Linked DNA regions of Zea mays: region 1 is linked to region 2. The links are chromatin contacts, called in public Hi-C maps. All regions are on one chromosome and are shown on one strand. Each heading gives the region's core, a stretch centred on a gene start, on an enhancer-like site or on the middle of the called end of the contact. The rest is flanking DNA. Distances are from core to core; before and after follow the strand shown. Region 1 holds the start of LOC103644908 (bifunctional dihydrofolate reductase-thymidylate synthase-like). Region 2 holds the start of LOC103638557 (alpha-1,3-arabinosyltransferase XAT3).

Region 1 (5,824 bases), core at 216-2,715, 380 kb after region 2:
ACAGAGTGGTATAATGTTTGAAAAGAATGTTGCACTGGATCAACATATCTGTGTCCAGATAACAATAAATGCGGCGCATAAGAGCACTATTAACACAATGAACTATACGATCAAATGTATTCATGGTCTCACACAATGTCTATCTTAATAACATATCAATAAGTGTATAGCTATGTCAGATAAATAATAACTAAACTATAGTAGATGATCCAACAAAAACTGAGAATTCAGAAAAGAGAGTATGGGAGTCATAAAGGAAGAAAATTAAACCAGTATCAACTTGATTGCAAATAACATAACAAAAGGAAATAAAAGGTCAGTGCAAATTTAATAAACATGCATTTGAATTAACAAGCACAAAACATTGAAGACATACAACTTTGTAAACACTGATTTGCTTTTGTTTCTTCTTATATATCATAAGAAAACTAAACAATTTGCAGCACATTCCTACTGCAAATTTTGACTCACTGTTAAATCTGAAAACTACAACATATATGTTTGCGTACCTTTGTTGTCATCAGAGGAAATTTTTTCCTTAAGTTGAACCGCATCTAATAAGAAAATAAAAAAGAAATTATTTTTTCCTGGTTGATCAAATTGAATATTCGAAGTTAAGGAGAAATACCTGACACCCAAATTTTGACAATGTTCCAGTTCCTGTCCTGTCGTTTTTCTGAGCACCAGATCTTATAATATCTTCAACAAGATTGAGATATTGGTACTCCTCATGGCGGTCATATACCATCTTGGGGAGAAAAGAGAAATTCTCTTTTTCAAATTTGTCATTCTTGGTATCAACCTCGGTTGATTCCTTGCCATTTGACTCATGAGTTTCTGCCACTGACTTTCTAACACGAACAAAAGACACAAACGAATGCCTAATGTTGCTCTCTATCACCGGGAAAGATGAATACCATGGCTGGAACACTGAGAAGTCAACCGGAGGGATGAAAGTGTCACACTCAATGCTCGACTGAATGTCAGTTAGATGGATAGCCTCACATGCAGGTCCTTTAAGATATTCTCTACACAAAAATATTCCAGAAGGGTGAATAGCATTGCAACACATGACATGCAGCAACAGAATACATGTACAATATGTTGTTCCAAAAGGTAATAACTCACCTCAGTACCTGCCCGCCTCCTATAACAAACACTTTCTCAATTGATAAGCAATATGGAGTTGATGCTAGCAGTTTTAAGGCAGACTCCATACTTGCACAGATAACAACATTCTCTACTGTTGCAAAATCAAAAGTACCAGATCGAGTAAGTATGACATTCAAACGACCAGGCAATGGCCTTGACTTAACTGGAATGCTCTCCCATGTTTTCCTTCCCATTATAACTGCATTCTTTTTGACAGGATCAGATGTAATTAGTGTAAACTCTTTAAAGAATTTAAGATCACCAGGAAGCTTCCATGGCAAGACCCCATCCTTCCCAATGCCCATGTCACGAGTGCCAGCCTTTGCATATAATACCCTCTGTTAGTGTCACTGAATACAAGTGAGCAGTACCTGCACCTTCAGGATACAAGTGAGCAGTACCTGCACCTTCAGGATCTTCCTCTATCTGTCTCAATTTCGACTCAATGTCTGCAAAAAAACTATGTTACAAGGGGATGCAAAACATTGTCCATAAACTCAGGATCATGAACATTTATTTGCAATATGGATGTATCTAACAACTACACAAATACCATCTATTGTAGTTTTGCACGAGACAAAACAATCGAAGTTCTCCTTGACTACTGTTTTTTCTGCTGTGTTCTCCCTTTGAGATAAGTTTTCAAGGTGAGAGCGCCAGCATCTAAGTCAGCAGCGCTCGTGTCTTTGTGGACCCACGAAAGGAAAACTTTAGGATCAAAATTTGGAGATGAATAGATAACTTTGTCTGCAAAAGTGCAAAAATAGACCTCTTAATAAGCATGAATCAAATGCAAGAAGAATTCCTGTAAAACCATCAAACCTTCCTCGCATATTGGGGTCTAAACCTTGAGACTTCTCCCTTGAAATTGGAGAACTTACTGAAGCGTCAGTGATCAAACCGCAGGGATTTATCATCATATTTTCATACAGTTAGTTGGTAAGTCCTGTTATAAACTTTGATATATTAACAGCACAATAACTTAGAATAAAGAAAATAGAATAATACCAACAAAAGAGAGGGAAGAGCATTTCGAATTCCATACCCAAAACCTGAAGCCTCCTACAGTGAAGGATTGCAGTTGCAGGCTGCTGCAGGTGTTGCCTTGGCCCCTAGAGCGTGGTCTTGGCCCTTGGACTGGAGATTTCTCCTGCTGCTTCTAGCCGGCAAAGGGCAGGGTTGGCCACCATCGATCTGCCTTGCGCATTGCACCCTTACCTAGCCCGCTAGCCACCTTGAAGCTGTCCAGTCGCCGTTATGTAGGTTGTGTTGACACGACCTTGCGTCATTGCCTGGCCACCTTGGGGCTTGTCAGTTAGGGCCTAGCTGTCTCCCGCTTGAGTGCCGGTCGAAAGAGAACTGATGGATATAGTAGTTTTACATGAGGCCGTTCTTGCGCTGGTCACTTTGGAGCTGAATGACCTGCAACGGATAAACAGATCAGTATACCCACCAACCAGCAGATACCATTTTGTGAGCTTGAAACACGTTATTCTCGCATCTTACCAGGCCTAGCTCTGGGTCCTGAACTACAATACCATTGTAGCAGAATTCCTTCTTCAGATCAAAGGTTCTTGTTATAGCTGAATTCTTTGTTCAGACCCTGGACTGTAGTTAGACTCTTTCTATCGTTGCGCTCTTAGATGCGCATATGCACATAATCCTTCGTTCCAAGATCAACACCAGACTCCTCAGCATTAGCCTCAGCAAATGGATCTATCAGAGACAATACCATACCATCAGATGCATAATAATACTAAGCATGTTCAAGATGAACTTCATGTTATCAATCTATTCAGCTCAAACGAGGTGACAATATTTAATTTCAATTCAGTTTAGCTCTATTTAAGGATAAATCAAACGGCATGTTTATTCTGAAGCCCACAGAACCAATAAAAGAGCTAATAATTGCATATGATATTCATTGCTTTGAAAATGTGACTGCATCGGTTTTAGGAATTGGGATTCAATAATACAGTGATGCATTCTAGATTTCTACCATAGTGGAGAAACCAGAAATGCTCATAAAAATTGGACAGAGTATCATGACAATGAGACCTTAAAATATCCCGAACACCAGAAACAGAGCAATGTAACTACTGACTTATGATTTGGAAATGAATGAAAAAATAACATATTGAGAAGGATACCTGGTCTTTAGGATCAGGCAGAGAATCAATCTCAGAGTTGACAGTGACCAATTATACCTTATGTTTGTGTTCACGACTCTTATTACCATTGAAAACTTCAGAAAGTAAAGGTACTTGTCATACATGTTCCTCTAGTCTATTATCCAGCTGATAATAAAGATACTACTACTACGACTCCAGTGACACTAACAAAACGGTTAACCCATTCTCATATAGGCCATAGCAGCATATCAAAACTTCCGCGCATCGGACCACCAGATTACCTCTTGAGGTTAAACAAGACCACTGCGATGCCAGCCGTGGCAGCTGCTCCAGCAGCCGCGGACCAGTGCGGGAGGCACCACGCCCTGATCCTTAGGCGTCCCGGCCCTAGCAGCAACAGAATCACATCCCTCTTCCACGCCCTTGCCCTCGGCAGTGGCGGAACCCTTCAGGGTCTCGATCTCCTCCTCGAGGGCGGCCTTCTCCTGGTACGCGGTCTGCAGCTGGTCCCCGAGCCGTGCACCCCTGCGCATCTCCTCCTCATGGCTAGCCTTCTCCGCGGCGAGGAGACCCTCGAGGCGCTCGACCTCGCTGCGGAGCGTGGCGGCCTCGCTCTCGTTGGTGATAGCAGCTTGCTCGGCGGCGGCGACCTCCTACGGTCTGCGGCGACGCGGTGGACGTGGATCCGAGGACGCTACGGCAGCGGACTTCATCTTGACGTGGACCTCGAGGTCGACGTCGATGCAGAAGAGGATGTCCTCTCCGGGGAGGTGGGTCGACGGCAGCGAGTACGCCGAGTAGCGCGGTGCCGACGGCGGTGCGGGGTCCGACACCATCGGGCGGTCATCGGGAGCTCAGCAACGAGCATCGCGCGATGCGGGGCGGGGGCACGATATCCTTTGGATTCAAGCCAGGTGTGCTTCAGGTCGGGGCTAATGCCGCTCGATTGGTGGTAGCGCCTCCCACCATCCCCGCACGTGTAGGCTCGCCTCACCGTTCGGTGGCTCAATCGGTCAATCAACCGCGGACACCACCACCAGAGGCTCATCGGCTTCGATGCGGAGGGAGGGTGGTCCCCGTCGGCGTCGCCCAAAGTCAGGTTTGAGGCGCAGGCGCACGATGGCGCGACACGACTGCTCCTGACCCGGTGATGGGATGGGGTTCCCGGTTCTTGGACGGCTCCTTCAACTGAGAATGGGGGCAGCTGAAAGTGAGCGAGGATGGAAGGGGAGCATGGCATGGGGGCGACGATGGAAGGCGGGGCGGTGATCTTTCGTATGACGGAATCAGGGCGTCGAAGCGAGATCTGCGGGCATGGCTGGCGGGCAGAATCAGGCGGGCGCGGCGCGTGGTATGGGAGAGGGAAATGGGATTTCGGAGGGCTGGGAATGCCGGCTGCCGCGGAATCGGATCCGATTACGCGGAGGGGACCTGAGCGGAGGGAGAGGAGGGCGTTGATGGCGGCTTCGATCACGGCTTCACGGAGCGGAGCGAGGGGGAGGATGTCGGAGGCAGAACGCGCACCATGTGGACGCCTACGCTGCATTCTTAAGAGTAGTAGAGATTAATAAGAAAAAATAAAAAGGATAACCCCAATGGTAATTAGATGATTAAATTTGTGAGATTAATAACATGTAATGTATGAATCTATCCCTGGTATAATTTTTGTGTCTCATTAAAATAAGTGCAATTAAATTATGTAATTTATGGAGATAGATAATACTTAGAGAATCACAAACTTCTAAGTGTGCTAGTCCACCCTAGAACCCAAGTTTTACCTTTTGTGTTTATACTATTCTTTAGAGCTTGTGTCCACTTGTTTGTATATGTTTGGTGTATTGTTCATTTGTCTTTATCCAAATGTGTTGAATGCATGATCACTTTATTTAGACAATGAGCAGCCCGTGGTTCCTGAGTGTGTTGCCGAAGATCTTCCTGAGCAACAACCTGGTGAAGGCAAGTGTTCTCTGACCTATTATGTCTTACTTACTTTATAATTCATTGTCCCGTATTACTTTATTGAAACCTAAGTATTTACTAGTATGTATTTACCTTATCCTTGTTTACATTTAGGGTTATTATGGTTAGCTTTATGCTATTGTTTTACCTTAATCAACGAACATGATATGAACATTTATGATATGATGATGTTATCTCAATGATGATCTTGTGATACTTTAGGGGACTCAGGCTGTTTCCTGAGTACCTCTCCGTGAGGACCTATTCGTTGAGTGACCACCTGGGATAACAGTGTGTAAAGCCCTAAAATTGGTGTAAGAAAAAAATATATATATAATGAATAGATAAATAAATAAGTGGGTGTTTTGGGGATTCCTTGAATTCCTTTTTAGTTCTCTTTGCATACCCAACTAATGGCATTAAATTATGCAAATAACAAATAAATAAAGAAAGAAAAGTGCATCCCATGCTCATGTTATTTTTGTGATGCATTTTATTGGAATAAAGAAAATCATAAATTGGCCTCAACTCATAAATAAAAATATAAAATAGAAAATAAGAAAGGAAATCCTAATCAAGCC
Region 2 (5,677 bases), core at 3,092-5,591:
GTGTTCTTTGATTGTGATTGGTTTTCTCCAAATACAACACGAGAAAACCAATATGGCATGGTGGAAGTTAAACACAATGATCAACTACAAGGCCACGACACTATAATCCTTGCCCACCAATGCGAGCAGGTGTATTATATGACATATCCATCTAAGAAAAAGAGTTTGGTTGATTGGAGGGTAGTGTACAAAGTTAATCCTCGTGAATGACTATATGCTCCTAATGAAGCTAGTTATGTTGGAAGTCAAATTGAGTAGGAAGTGGGGGCTGCTGAGATTTTCCAAGATGATGAACTTACCAGCACGTTTAATGTACAAACTGAAATGTTGGAAGAATCTTTATTAGGCAATCAAAATGATGTAGAGGTTCCTCCAAAAAGAAAAAGAGTGACGAGAAAGAAGAAAGCTACTTGGCATCCATTGAATCGACGAAAGCAACTAGATCCTGATTTTGATTACGATTATGATTGACGAGTATGGATTATTATTTTATTGTATAATTTATATATTTTTTATTTTTTTCATTATTTTGTTGTCGATTTATGTACTAACTTGTTTTTGTTAAAATAGGATGTCAAAGAAAATGAGGTCTTTTGCTCGTAGTTTGCTTGGGACGAGGAGGAGCTCGAGGAGTGAGGATTCAGTTTTTTAGGGCACGGGTTCTACCATGAGCAGACACAGAGCGCTGGCAGAACATTTGCCTCCACACGATGTAAGTTAGTTGTTAAATTACATTATGTTAGTTACTTAATGTTGTATGATGTAAGTTACTTGTTTCATAGGATGCTGAAATCGAGCGACAGTCGAGAGAAGATGCTGCAGTTGAGGCGGTGGTAGAGGACCATGCGAGAGATGATGATGAAGATGATGGTGGAGATGATGCTGGAGACGATGCTGGTGGGTATTCTGCAAGCGTGGATTCTGGTGCTGGTGGAGATTCCGCAGCTGGGTCTAGAACTTCTTGAGTTAGGAGAACGAGGAAGCTACATTTTGTTGGACCACCTCCAGAGCTTCCACCCGAATCTCGGGTTTTGATAAAGCCTAGTGGAAAGTGAGTGACATATCTTTGCTTAATTGTTATCGAAAGTTATGTTTTTATTTCTACATTGTTTTCTGTTTGCAGGTCTTGGATCGACGACTCGTTCACAGGCACATGACACTACAGGTAGGTGAACATGGTCCTTGGTAATCTTGTTCGTCTCCACTGGCCTGGTCTTGTGACTTTGCCTAGTGGCGAGTCCGTCCTCGCCACCACTTGGGAGCATTATCGCTATGGTGTCTGTAGAACGTTTGGCAACACACAGGCACTAGTTTGGGATGCATTCTAGGTATGAATTGTTTTTACTAATTTAGTTATCCCATATATGGTTGCTTGTATGATAACACTAATTTTTTGCAGAAACGGTACAAGTTGCCGGAAGATGGATCATATGATATGAACACTCGTTACGTGTTTGAGTATAACGCGAACGATGTCGTTGCAGATGCAATGTACTATGCATGAATTCAGGCTATAAAGGCATGGTACAGAGCAAGTGCTGATGATCGGCCGATGCCGATTACCAAGGTGGAGTGGTCATCAATTTACCTTACGGAGGAGCAATACCTTGAGGTAAACAAGTTGTTGCATCTCATATCTCAAGTTGCTGATTCTTGTTTTGGGTACATGTTAATCCATGTATTTGCTTGATTGAAAAAATTTCATGTAGGTGTCGGTGCCGTGGATGGCCACCCGATCAGAGGGTTATCGAGACTTGTGTAGGTGGTGGGCTTCCCCTGAGTTTTGTGCCATTTCTGAAAGGAACAAGGGAAACCGTGGGACTGAGTCGTTCCACAACTATGACGGCGATGGACATGTGCGCTTGGCTAAGCGAATGGTATGCCATAGTATGTTGTAACTTCGAATTACATAGAAATGTATCATTCTAACTTGTATGTACAGGAAGTCAAATGTGGTCGTACACCCACGGATCTGGAGATGTACATGCAAGGGCATAGGGGTTCTGATCCTCAGAATCCTGATGTTTTATGCACTCAGACGGTCACCGACCGTCTAGTGAGTTTTTGGTACTCTATTATGTGTTTGTGCATCTACTTGGTGATGCACTTATATTTGGTATGTTTGCCTCCAGGCTTCAAATAGGCAGGAGATGGTTAAACACCATGGACAGGAGTACGATTGGAGGAGCCAGCCAATCGACGCTCAAGCAGCATATGCTAGCGCAGGAGAACAAGCCCATGGACGGTGGGAGTATTTGATTTGGATTTCAAAATTATCCTCATATGCTTGCGATTGAACTGAGTCCATGATTCACTGTACTAAGTGCATGGTTCACTCTTGTAGGTTGGGTATTTTTGATTCTACGATTGATTCTAGGGAGCTAAGACACCGTGGACGACAGTCCACATCCTCGTCTTCGCAGTCGTCCCGTTCTCGATCATCCGTCCAAGAGATAGAACTTGCAGTGTTGTGACAGCAGGCAAAATATCATCAATCAGTTTTGAGGGAGCAAATGGAGTACTAGAGACAACAAGCTGTGTACCAGAAGAAGGACGAGTATTATGCGAACCTCCAGTCCCATAATCAAGCTCTTCTCTCGGTCAATTGAAGTAACATTTTGTTTATAACAACTAAAAACACATGATATGTACCTTATTTTCTCAACAATGGCTTGTATATAATTTGTAGCAACTGGCACAACAAGCCGGCGTCCCGATGCCGACATATGGGATGCTGCCTCTGGACTTTGCACCGCCGATGACAATGTTGTCGCCTCCACCTCCGCCTCCGTCACAATTCCCTATGGTATGTCACCTCTACCTCCGTCTCATATATGCCTTATGTGTTAAAATGAAAAACTTAGTGGTTAATATTTCATGTGCTTGTGTTATAGGGATTTCAGACACCACCCGCTTCAGTTGACGCACCTGAAGATGGGTCCGGTCAAGACGACGCATCACATTCTTGGGTGAACAACCTTTTCAACACCCAGAGTCCAGCCGAAGGAAGTGGCTATAACTCGAACCTACCAGGTGATGGATATGAGTGATAGTTCATCAAATACGTTTGATTTGGAACTATGTCACTCTTCATGTCAAACACTATGTGTTGAACTATGTCAGTTTTTAATTTGGAACTATATGTTAATGTAAAAGACTTGTTTCAACTATTGGATACTATATGTTTGTGAATGTGAGGTGATGTTAAATTTATGAATGTGAATACTTATGTGAATTGATGTTTGTGAATGTAATTGTGAATATAAATATGTGGTTGTATATGCAATCTGTGTACATGTGTATGCAATCTGTGATTTTTTCTGTAAATGTCAGAAATTTATAAAAACAGTATTTTCTGCAATTGCTGAAATACGTTATGTCTGACGGCTTAGTTTAGGCCATCGAACATAAGAGCCTGTTATGTCCGACGGCCTACGCTAAGCCGTCGGACATAAGAGCATGTTATGTCCGACGGCTTAGCTTGCGCCGTCGGACATAAGGGTTGTGGGCCCCGTCCTCGGTCGTTAAAACCGTTACCGAGAACTATATCCGACGGCTTGACGTGGTCGTCGGAGATACATTATAACACTATTTTCGATCTGTTATGTCCGACGGCTGAAAACCGTCGGAGATAACACGAAACCGTCAGAAATAGTCTATTTTCGATGGTTTCGCGCTTATGTGCGACAGTTTTGGTCGTCAGAGATTTTATGTTTTACTGTAGTGATCATCCCCCGGCAAATAGTCCTGTTCCCGAGCTTATGTTACCGAACTAGCTTTGATCTACTTGCTGCTACTGATCCGTGACGCGCAGGAATCTAATCCGGACTTGTTCTCAATCAACGGATTGAGTGGTAGTACGTTTTAAAAAAATCGTCCTCGTCGCTTCTGGTTTCTTAACGGCAGCTGATTAAATTAGTTAACCTGCATGTGCATGGATTTAATGCTCTGTGCAAGTCAACTTATGGAGTTGCTCGCGAACCGAAGCCCAGACGCGATACAAGATTAGATGGCATATGGTTCCTTTTATATAGTTTCTAACAGATACTGCACTACTTTGCACTACTTTGTATATACCAAATTATTTAAATAGTGAAAACATCTCAAGTTTAACTAAAATTTTATAATAAAGTAATAATATTTAGAAAATAAATAAATAGTGTTAGGCTCTTTGTTAATTATATGAAATATTTTTGTAGAATAACTATTTTACGTCTTAAAACTTTTAGTTCTCTATATAATTTTAGTTAAACTTAAGTAATTTTTTAAATAGATAGTATTATCTTATAAGTTGGAAGGAAGGGGAGTACTATAAAAGCATCACCGAGACACATACAGTATGCCAGCTGACTAACTGGGTTGGAGCCTAGCTTCGAGCTGAGCATACCCACCACCAGTTGGAGCTTTCTTGAGAGAGCATTTGAGAGTTCGAGCACTAGCTAGCTTGTAGGGGATGAAGCAAGCAAGGCGTGGGAGTAACAAGCTGAAGCAATGGAGCAGAGCGGCGCCGGCGCTGTGGCTCCTGCTGCCTCTTCTAGTTTTGATGGTGCTCAAGACAAATCTCCTGCCAGTGCTTGCACGATGTAAGTCTCACCGCATCATATCAAGGTTGGACAGAAAAGATGTGTCAGTTTTTGCTTAATTTGTTACTTGTTTCACTCCCGTCGTTACCATTTCTTTTCAAGAACACGCAGTTCATTGGAAACGCACCGTAAGTTGCGCTTATATATATATAGTTAAAGCTAGCGCAGACCATCTGGTTCTGATATATGATCACAGTGACACGCAATTAGAAGCAACTGTGTATATATACTAGGAATGATCAATTTAATTTTGTCCACTTTATTTTCTCATACAAAGCAAATAGAATAGTGATGTTAGCTTCGCAAATAAGCTAAGAGACCAGATTTCCCAAAGTCGTCATAAATATCCATTCCTCAATTTGCCGAGCTAAGTTTGTACACACAGAACACTTTTGCATACTTAATCTCAATTTTGACACGACTAATGTAATAGTTCACGTCTTTATTCATGGTATCAAAAGCAGCCACTTGCATAGCGAGTTAGAAGCAGCTGTAGAATAATGTCAAAAGATCTGGAGAGAAGATGGCAATTATAGCACTGTAGAATAATGTATCAAAAGCAGCTGTAGAATAATGTATCATCAAAAGCAGCCATATATAATCGTTTAAAACGTTATTACCGTCCTCAATGCAAAAACTAAAATAGATTGATAGGACCGGTACCTATTTGACCTAGTATGTAAAATGGATCGATTCACTCATCAGGTAATAACGTTTTAAATCATTATATATGGTTATCATCATACTTATTGAGTGTTCGGTGTTTAGGATCATAGCAGTATAGCACTGTAGAAGGCAGCTAACCATGCAGGTGCATGCATGCTGACTACGGCCGGCATTCTTCTAGAAAAGAGTAGCATTTGCATGGATCGAATATTGTTATTAACATCAGATCTGAATATTTAAGATAAGTACTTCTGTGTCACAAAAACTAAGGCAGGCCTGCCCGCCACGGGCCACGGTCCAAAAGGCTAAGGCCGGATGGGCCCATTTCTATCCATTACTATAATTGCCTCAGTATCTGCTTTATAAAAAATGTTATTCTTTTATGTTCTATTTGGAAACAAAGTTTTTTTTTTGAAAAACCACAGTTT

Evidence for each region. Hi-C and Micro-C count contacts between places; a contact is called where the count stands out from the background.
Region 1: a contact with region 2 is called in a Hi-C map of endosperm, with 4 times the contacts expected there. The contact joins the promoter of LOC103644908 here to the promoter of LOC103638557 in region 2. A contact is called at or near these places in 6 of 25 Hi-C or Micro-C datasets (ear, endosperm, leaf and 3 more).

What each region holds. Positions count from the first base shown.
Region 1 is chr1:129,099,204-129,105,027 of Zm-B73-REFERENCE-NAM-5.0, forward strand. LOC103644908 (bifunctional dihydrofolate reductase-thymidylate synthase-like) reads right to left here and starts at 1,466. Exons shown (of 4, transcript XM_020542213.1): 1 at 1,129-1,466; 2 at 629-1,028; 3 at 510-554. The coding sequence starts at 1,457. It also overlaps the pseudogene LOC109941388.
Region 2 is chr1:128,717,849-128,723,525 of Zm-B73-REFERENCE-NAM-5.0, forward strand. LOC103638557 (alpha-1,3-arabinosyltransferase XAT3) reads left to right here and starts at 4,342. Exons shown (of 3, transcript XM_008661440.3): 1 at 4,342-4,583. The coding sequence starts at 4,454.